Linked DNA regions of Rattus norvegicus: region 1 is linked to region 2. The links are chromatin contacts, called in public Hi-C maps. All regions are on one chromosome and are shown on one strand. Each heading gives the region's core, a stretch centred on a gene start, on an enhancer-like site or on the middle of the called end of the contact. The rest is flanking DNA. Distances are from core to core; before and after follow the strand shown. Region 1 holds the start of Eif4a3 (eukaryotic translation initiation factor 4A3). Region 2 holds the start of Cbx8 (chromobox 8).

Region 1 (4,713 bases), core at 52-2,551, 260 kb before region 2:
GTAACCACAAGCTATAATTACTCATTTCAACAGACAGTATGAAATGGAGACTTTACATTCTTTTCTTGGGATGTCATTAAAATCCCTGTGTCTTTTACAGCCAAGATTGCAAAACAACCCTTCGAGTCAGGCTTGCAAAAAAACAAAACAAAACAAAAAACGGCATGAGCACGTGGACTAAATCCTCATTGAGTGAGAAGGCATGAGAACTGGAACTTGGCCAACTCTATGCCTTTAGTGCTCTGATTAATACCACATGTATTATATGGTTTATCTGGTCTGGACAAATCCTGATACCAGAGCGGGAGCTGAGCTCTCAAAGAGAAGGCAGTAATAAAGAACTTGTTTTAACATGGGTACATTGCAACCCACAACTTCTCCATGAAAAGATCTGGTTGTAACTAAACTTATCGACATGAGTCTTTCACAGTAGCTTTTAAAGACTTGTTTGAGTATTTGTGTATTTGCGTGTGTGTACACACCACGAGTGTGGCCCCCACAGAGGCTGGAAGCACTGGATCGCCTGGAGCTGGAATATACAGGCTGCGTGAGTCACACGGTCTAAGTGGCTGGAACACAATCAAGGTTCTCTGGAAGAAGAGTAACAGCCCTTAACAGTTTAGTCATCTTTCCTCAAAAGCAGAAAAAAAGAAAGAGGCCACATGCAAATGAAGTTTTGCTAGAACTCGGGTTACGACTCGAAATTACAGGGGTCCTGGGATCCACTCTCACAAACAGAAAGACATGCCCCAAATAGCAAGGCCCTTTTGGAGCCTGCGTTGAAAATCAGGATCCTCCAGAGTGACTGGGGTCACCACGCCGGGTCAGAGGCTCTAAAGGATTCTCGGATGTGATGGCAGCTTGGGCGTCCCCTGCTCTCCCAGGCAAAAACATCTACCCACTCGGTCTCCACCGATTCCTCCCATCCACCACCCCGGGAGAGCAGCTTGATTCTCCCAGGTCGCCACGCTATGGTTGCCATGGCAACGCAGTCAGCAGCGCTGGAGCGCGGAGCCCACAGGACAGTGCCCTCTTCCTTTGCTCTGTACCTTCAGGGACACCTTGGCGTCACTCTTGCTCCTCCCTGAGACCCACATCCCTATCCCAAGTAGGCTGCAGACACCCAGAAGAGACAAGAGTATGCAGAGTCACGGACATCCAGAGACTGCCAGCCCAGTCCCTCGCCGAATCCCGCGGAGCACGGAATATCGCGAGGCTTGGAGCGCTTTGCCTCCCACCCCTCCTGACGCTCTTCCGCGGCGCTGTGTTTGCGTCACTTCCTCCCGACCGGGCCGGCGGCGCGAGCCTTGTTTCCGGTTCCCGCCGCAGCTCGCAGTTGTCTATTAGTGGGGTCGGGATCATGGCGGCCACGGCCACGATGGCGACGTCGGGCTCCGCGCGGAAGCGGCTGCTCAAAGAGGAGGACATGACCAAAGTGGAGTTCGAGACCAGCGAGGAGGTGGACGTGACCCCCACGTTCGACACCATGGGCCTTCGGGAGGACCTGCTGCGCGGCATCTACGCCTACGGTGGGGCGCGGGCCTCGGGGAAGGGGAGGTTGGGGGACGGGCCGCTTCAGACCGGGTGGGGAACGTGCGTCCGAGCTCCAGAGCTCGGGGTTCCCCGGTGCTGCAGTCAGCCAGGCTCCTCCAGTCGCTCGTGTAGCGGATAGCCATGTGTGTGTCCCTGTGAGGTGCCCCGAAGCTTTGATGGGGAAGTCGGGGCTCCAAATCTGGTGCGTTCGTGCCTTGTGGAGTTTAAAGCTTCCTAAGGAAGCGGGAAATACGAAGCAAGGGTGCTTCAAGCGGTGAGAATTGGGAAAACAAGAGAATGAGCGACTGGATAGAGTAGATAGATTGATAACGGTGAGTTAAAAGAGCCGAAAGAGAGCTCCCAGAGGCGTTCAGAATCCCCAGGGGAGAGGGAACAACTGGTCCTGGCTTCTTGAAGCCATTGCCTGACGAGTGCCAGGAACATAAGAAAGAAACCCCTCGTCATGTTTTAAAGGCATGAGTAAAGAATTTGAGATTCACTCCTAAATACAGCGGGGAGCCAGCCACCGCAGAGTTCTGAGCAGAATCGATAGGATCAGGCTTACCGTTTGAAAGTTTATTTTGGTGTCTGGATTTGGAGTTAGAAGAGGAGGCGGGGTGATGGCCGGACCATAGGAGAGATGGGGATGTTATTGTGGAGCTAAAGGATCTGCTGGCAGCAGATGCAGTGCATTCCTGGCTTTTTTGAGTGAATGGTGGGTCATGCTGTTGGTATTTGCTTAGGAGCATTTGAGGGAGGCCGAATGAACTCTTTTTGTTTCTGCTTTCTTTGTTGTTTTGCTTTTTGTTTTGTTTTGTTTTGTTTCTCCATGTACCCCTGGCTGTCCTGTAACTCTTAGTAGACCAAACTGGGCCTCTAACTCAGAGATCCCCTGCCTCTGCCTCCCAGATGCTGGGATTAAAGGTGTGCGTCACCAAGATGTTTAACAACATCTTTTCTTATAAATCCTATCTGCTTATTTGGAAAATACTTGTGTTTTCATTGTTTGTTTTGTTTTAAGACACAGTCTCTCTACCTAGTTCTGGCTGGTCTGGAACTCATTCTGTGAACCAGGTGGCCTGGAATTCACAGAGATCCCCCTGCTCAGCTTCTCCTGCTGGGATTAAGGGAGTGCACAGCCTTGTCCAGTCTTTCATACTGTTCTCCTTGCTAGTAGTGATGGCCCAGCAGGTGGGTGGTCCCTTGATGATGGGCCTTCGTGCAAACAGGAGAGCAGCACAGGGCGTCTCCCCATGCCTGTGCAGGCTCAGTACTCGGGAGACACCACCAGCTGGGGTTTGAGTGCTTGGTAGCAGGAAAGGGCAGCAACTGCAGTGCTTCTGGGTTTGTGCTTTTGCTTGTAGAGCGGGTTTGGTGTGGCTTAGACTGGCCTTGAACTCCTGATGCTCCTGCCTCTGCCCTCCAAGTGTTGGTGTAGTGGGTAGCATCTTGACAGGTAGTCCTGTAGGCTGGTCTGTGAAGATGTGCTCAGCTCTGCCTGTGTTGCCTGGGATTGGCAGGAAGGAGCAAGTGTGTGTTCCCCAGGTAGTTCATGCCGTCACAGTCCTGGGGAGTTACAGTGTTTCCTCTTTGCATTTCTAGGTTTTGAAAAACCTTCTGCGATCCAACAGCGTGCTATCAAGCAGATAATTAAAGGGAGAGATGTCATTGCACAGTAAGTTGTGGGCGCTGAGAGCGAGTTGGGTCCTCGGGGAGAGCTGTGGGGAGCTGAGCCTGCCTTATTTATTTATGCCGACTTGTTTTTGGATGTGTATTCTGGGTCCTATGGAGGTCATTGCACACACTACGCTGATGTAGCCCTAGGTCCTGAATGTAGATCTATGGATTTGTGTAAAGTACTTTTTCATTAGCTTTCTTTTCTTTTTCCTTTGAGACAGGGTTTCTCTGTAGACCAGGCTGGCCTCCAACTCAGAATTCTGGCTGCTATTTGGATTAAAGGTGCATGCTAGGTACAGAGCCCAGGGCCTTCTCTACTACTGAACTATAAATGACCAGTTATCCTTTACATCATACTTCAGACTTTAGGAGCTGGTGCATTAAAGGGAGAGGTCCCCTTTCTGCCTCCTTTGGGAAGTTCTTGTTGGCGTTGCAGTTTCTTAGTTCTGGTGTCCTGGTGTAGAAGCCCCACATCCATTCTGTCTGTAGCAGTTTGTCTCTCTGGGAGCTGTGGAGATCGCTCGCTCTGTTCCCAAGTTCAGTTCTTGGTACCCACACTGAGTGGCTCAGAGCTGCCTATAACTGCAGCCTCAGGTCCAGCATCCTCTTCCCGGCTTTGAAAGAAGTTTCACACATGTTCAGTCACACAGATAAGTAAAGGTGAAAAATAAGAATAAGAAGTGACCTTGTACTTTGGTCTCCCACTGTTGGAGTTAAGATGTTTGGGAGAGTGTGAGATTAATTCATGGAGTTTCTATGTCCTCCTTGTTCTCAGATAACTGCTGGTGTTTCTAAGCCTGCTCTAGCCTGGTGTTTTATTAACAAGCCGTAAAGCTTAAGCTGGCCAGGTTCTGAGACTCTCACCTGACTAGGCTGCTGACACCGGACACATGCCCTGTCACCTGCTGTCTGCTCTGGTCCATGTCTCTCCTCATGGTTTCTCTATACCTTCTCCCTGTGGTTTCCTCACTTCCTCCATTCCCCCTCCCCTCCTCTGGTGTCTGGGCACCCCTGCTTCTCTTCTGTTGAGCTAAACAATGAGCTCCTTCCTGAACCAGTCGGGAGGTGACGGAGTTTACAAAGCACTGAGATGGGTGATACTTCATGAACATAAGTCACCAAGCCTGGCCTGCACTCAGCTCTGCCTGCACAGAACCCAGCATCTGACTAATGCTAGGAACCTTTACAGTGCACAAACCCACCCTCCAACAGGGCAGGAGCAGGGGCTCCTAGTAAGAAGCTGCTGCACATGTCTGCAGCCAGGCCTTTGGAGGGAGCACTGCTGTGGGCTGGGGTCCCTAGAACAGGGGCAGTGTCAGATGCTCTTTCTCTGATAACTACCTTGTGCTTTCTTAAACAGGTCTCAGTCTGGCACAGGCAAGACGGCCACCTTCAGTATTTCAGTCCTTCAGTGCTTGGATATCCAGGTGATTTGCCACTCGCAGCAAATGCTCTTTAATGCCAATGCTGTGTGTACTGAGTGCAGGTTTTAGATGGGGTGTG
Region 2 (4,775 bases), core at 652-3,151:
CGATCTGGGTATCCTGGATCCGCTGTTCGTTTAGAGCCGAGAGGACTTCTCACCTGGAGCACACCTTGTAGTGTCTAGGAGTGAAGCCAAAAACTGGAACCCGCGACTGTTGAGGCAAGAGGAGGCCTGGGGAGTACCCGCGCAGCGGGCCTAACTCGGTGACTGCCCCAAGGCCAGCACCGGCTCGCATGCAGTGCGCAGCGCCTTGGACCCGAGGCCAGCTTTGTGCTCTGGGCTTCCTGCCTTTCGAAACAGACTCCTTAGTTCGCTGTTTCCCCGTCTTCGTCGTTCTTTAACTTTCTCTCTCCCCTTTTTCCAACCCCTTATTGGCCAGGCGAAACTGCTTCCAGCCAAGTTGATACAGTGGTTTAAATAAATTGTGTGTTCCAAGGAGTCGGAGGGGTGGGAAGGGCTCTGTGATCTGGAGCTTGGGTAGTAAAAGAGAAATGTGGGGATAGCCGCTGTTGAACCTCCGCTCCTCAACAGGGGTTACCACGAGGGGAGGAAGGAGAGCCTAGGAGCGAAAGGTTATTGAGTGTCCGCAGGTGTGTGAGGGACTTTAGGCGTCTCTGCACGACCGTCATCCCCTACCTGGGACTTGCCATCTTGGGAACCCCCCTCTTCCAAGCCGTACTAGATACCGCCACACCCCTCAAATTCCACGCCGCTGTTTGTCGGGTGTCCTCCGCTTACGTCTTCTAGAAGAGCCCAAGACAGAAAGTGCACTAGCTCCGCACCCAAGTCTGGAGTAGAGCCGCGGCGCCCCCAGCCGCTCACTCCCAATCTAGCCAGGTTCTAGGCTCTGCCTCGATGGTCATAGATTCCCTAAACCCACCCAGGCCGGGACAGACATGTCCAGGTTGACTTCTCTCAGGGCCAAGGAGTGGAGTGGGCTGGGCCAGGGACAGAAGCTGGGTCAGGGTAACTGAGACTTGGGGACAATGGAGGTGGCAAAAGGAGGCTCGCGACCCCTCCTGCAGGGTCTCGGTCCAGGATGGATTCAGGCGGTAAACATCGGCATGCACCAGTCTGCTTTGGGCTTCTGAGCCGGGAGAAGCGCCCACGGCAGCTCGCAGGACCCGGAGGGTGGACGCGGGCAGCACTGTGCGACTGGAGACCAAGAGCAGGCTCATTGATTTGTTAGCTGGATGGGACTGGTGATGAAGGGAGGAGGGGGCGTTGCCATGGAGACCCAGGGTGTGCGGCCGCAAGGGAGGGGTCAGGAAATTAGTAGGTTCGGCGCTAGCGACGTAGGTCCAGGGGTTCGGGCGCGGCTCGTTGCGCCCCAGCACCTGTGCATTGTGTTGCACCGGCGGCGGGCGAAGAGGATGGCGCCAGGCAGGGCATGGGCAGGTGGGAAGGGCCTGGGTCTGCAGAGGGGCAGCTCCTGACTGGCACCTACGCGGGGAGCCCTAAGGGCTCCGCGGGGACAGGGCAAGCCATGCACCCGGGGAACCGCTGGGCAGTCGGGCAGGGGGGCAGGGCCCGGAGCTTAGGGCAGCGGCCCCCTGTCCAGCCGTGCAGACTGACAGCAGTCGGGCCCGCCCCGCTTCGCGTCACTTCCGCTGACGGCACTCTCCCCCCCCCCCACCTTCTGGGTCTCTGGAGTGGACGGAGACTCCTCCCCCTGGCGATTGGAACACAGGTCACGTAGCAACGCAGGGGAGACGGGGAGAGGGGCGTGGCCGGGCGCTAGTCCAATCAGCGCCCGCAGAACGGGCCCAGGACGCTTGGCTTTAGCAACGTCGTTAGCAACACGTGGGGCGGGAGGACGAGCTGGGAGGGGGCAGGGAGGGAGAGTGCGCGGGGGAGGGAGGAGAACTGACGTCAGCGGGAGAGTATTATGGGCTGTCGAGGGCTGGCTGCTGCTTTTCTGCTCCTGGAAGCGGCTGAGGGGGGAAGCGGCGAGTCAACATGGAGCTCTCGGCGGTGGGGGAGCGGGTGTTCGCGGCCGAAGCCCTCCTGAAGCGGCGCATTCGCAAAGTAGGTGAAGGGGAAGGCGGGCGGCGGCGCGGGCCCTCCCTTACCAGGGCCGGGGCTCCCTCCCCCTGCTGCAGCCCAGCCTCCCTTCCCCCAGGTCCCAGCAGCGGCCGCGGCCGTGTCGGCGGCGGCGGCTCAGCCCCAGCGCTCTCCTTAGACTTGCAGCCCTGCACAGATTGCATGGATGGGGGGCGGGGTGGGGGATGAATGCCGGTGCATGCACTTTGTGCAGCGTTTCTGCAGCGGTGCTGCAGTGGGCTGGTTCCTTTGGCGGCAGTGTTTGGAGCATTCATTTGGTGCATGCATTTTCGTGTGTATTTCTTGTGTCCTCGTCATGCATTCCTCCCCACGCACACACATACACATGCATTTTCCCTTTTGCATCCTCAGGGACGCATGGAATATCTCGTGAAATGGAAGGGCTGGTCGCAGAAGTAAGTAGGTTATATGCAATCGCAACCCCACACTGATATCGAGGAGGGTTCTTTCTTCCTCTTTTCCCCTTCACATTGAAATACAACACAAGGCAGCCGGAAAAGTTGCACACACATACCCGCCCTCCACTCCCTCCTCTCTCTCCTGCTCCAGGGACTGATGACTGATTCTTCCTGGTTTCCTTTAGGTACAGCACGTGGGAGCCTGAAGAAAATATTCTTGATGCTCGCCTCCTTGCAGCCTTTGAAGAAAGGTACAGACCCTTAGCCCAGCCACTCACTGGAACCCATACAGGCTGACTTCGGTGCAGCCAGGACACACCCCCTTCTTCTATCTCTTTTCTTTCTTTAGGGAACGGGAGATGGAGCTCTATGGTCCCAAAAAGCGAGGACCCAAGCCTAAAACCTTCCTTCTCAAGGTATGTTGCAGTCTCCAGTGGTGGAGGGTGACGTTCAAGGAGGATCTGCTGGGTTTGTAAACCAGTGGGTGTCCTTGCCCTTTGCTTATTTGTGAAGTGGGCATCTTCTGACAGCATGTTTTCAGTCTGTGGCAGCATCGAGGGGTTCTAGAGGTGGGACGTAGCTGCCCCAGAAGGCCTTTATTTCCCTCTCCAATCACCTCAAGTAGACCTATAATGTTATACAAGGAGTCTGTTGGTTGCAAATGGCTGCTTCCAGACAAATCCCCCCCCCCCGCCCCCAGACTACTACCAAAAGGCATTACTCAATTAGAATTTCCCAGGCATCCAGGGAAAGTTGGGCAGTCGAGGCTAGAGGTCTTGTGGGGGGCGGGGCTCTTCTCTCCTCACAACACCTTCCTTCTGCAGGCCCAGGCCAAGGCAAAGGCCAAAACCTATGAATTCAGAAGCGACTCTACCAGAGGCATCCGGATCCCTTACCCAGGCCGCTCTCCCCAGGATTTGGCATCTACTTCTAGGGCCCGAGAGGGCCTTCGGAACACGGGGCTACCCCCACCAGGGAGCAGTACCAGTACCTGCAGGGCAGACCCACCTCGGGACAGAGACCGAGACCGGGATCGAGAACGGGACAGGGGTACCAGCCGTGTAGATGAGAAGCCCAGCTCACCGGGGGACAGCTCCAAGAAACGAGGACCCAAGCCCAGGAAGGAGCTCCTAGACCCTTCACAGAGACCTTTGGGAGAGCCCAGTGATGGCCTTGGAGAATACCTCAAAGGCAGGAAGCTGGATGAGACCCCCTCTGGGATAGGAAAGTTCTCAGCTGGCCACAGCGTGATCCAGCTTGCTCGGAGGCAGGACTCAGACCTGGTACAATACGGTGTGACCAGTCCTAGCTCGGCGGAGGCCTCGGGCAAGTTGGCTGCGGACACCTTTCCAGCCAGGGTGATAAAGCACCGGGCTGCTTTACTGGAGGCCAAAGGTCAAGGTGCCCTGGACCCTGGTGGGACCAGGGTCCGACATAGTTCAGGCACCCCGGGCTCAGTGGGAAGCCTGTATCGGGACATGGGGGCTCAAGGGGGAAGGCCCTCCCTCATCGCCAGGATCCCAGTGGCCAGAATCCTGGGGGACCCGGAGGAAGAGTCCTGGAGCCCCTCTCTGACTAACCTGGAGAAGGTGGTCGTCACAGACGTGACCTCAAACTTTTTGACCGTCACCATTAAGGAGAGTAACACGGACCAAGGCTTCTTTAAGGAGAAAAGATGAATTCCTGAGGGTGGGGAGCTCAGGACCAGAGCAGGGGAGAGTGAGCTCAAACGGCTTAGTGCTTTTTATCTCTGGGTGACTGTGGCCTCTGGCTGGTCCTGCCCTTCTTCACACCTGCACCCCCTTCCCTTTCATTCCTCCTTCCTCGGTTCTGGTTGGAAAATTATCTCTAGAGTTCTATTTTCTATTAGATGTAAATATGTTATTTAAGAAAAAAATCTAAATATATATATTTCAACTCTTGAAGTTCTTTTATTTAAACAAGGAGAGAGAGAGAGAGAGATCGTGGTTTGGTAGGGCAGACAGACTGAGCTGGTACAGGAGGGGCCCCTGTCCCCACAGGGCATTAGGAAAGTTGGGGGCCTGGGCCCTGGGATTCTGGAGGGTGTGTGGAGGGACTCAGCCGGCCCACCTCCTCCCTCCACCACCGGATTCCCAATCCTCGGGGCACCGCGGCAGGATTTTTTTGCTCTCCTCCCCATTGGCCAGCCAGGCCAACAAAAGGTTGGCTTCCCAATCAGAAAAAGGGGGGTGGGGTCAGACCAGTTTTCTTTTTCCTATTTTCTTTTCTTTCTCTGTCCTCCCCCCTCCCCAGATTAAGAGGTCTACTAGGGGGGAAAAAGGTATCAACTCGAATAACTTTGTCACACGTGTTGTTAAAGGTAGAAAAAAGTCGCGA

Evidence for each region. Hi-C and Micro-C count contacts between places; a contact is called where the count stands out from the background.
Region 1: a contact with region 2 is called in a Hi-C map of prefrontal cortex, with 4 times the contacts expected there. The contact joins the promoter of Eif4a3 here to the promoter of Cbx8 in region 2. A contact is called at or near these places in 2 of 12 Hi-C or Micro-C datasets (Schwann cells and prefrontal cortex).

What each region holds. Positions count from the first base shown.
Region 1 is chr10:105,054,149-105,058,861 of GRCr8, reverse strand. Eif4a3 (eukaryotic translation initiation factor 4A3) reads left to right here and starts at 1,301. Exons shown (of 12, transcript NM_001100158.2): 1 at 1,301-1,529; 2 at 3,136-3,208; 3 at 4,571-4,637. The coding sequence starts at 1,361. It overlaps LOC108352165 (a long non-coding RNA gene), which reads right to left and starts at 1,231. Exons shown (of 2, transcript XR_001840348.2): 1 at 1,050-1,231; 2 at 1-590.
Region 2 is chr10:104,792,626-104,797,400 of GRCr8, reverse strand. It overlaps Cbx8 (chromobox 8), which reads left to right and starts at 1,901. Exons shown (of 5, transcript NM_001034078.1): 1 at 1,901-1,983; 2 at 2,371-2,414; 3 at 2,603-2,668; 4 at 2,767-2,833; 5 at 3,242-4,339. The coding sequence starts at 1,915. The coding sequence ends at 4,096.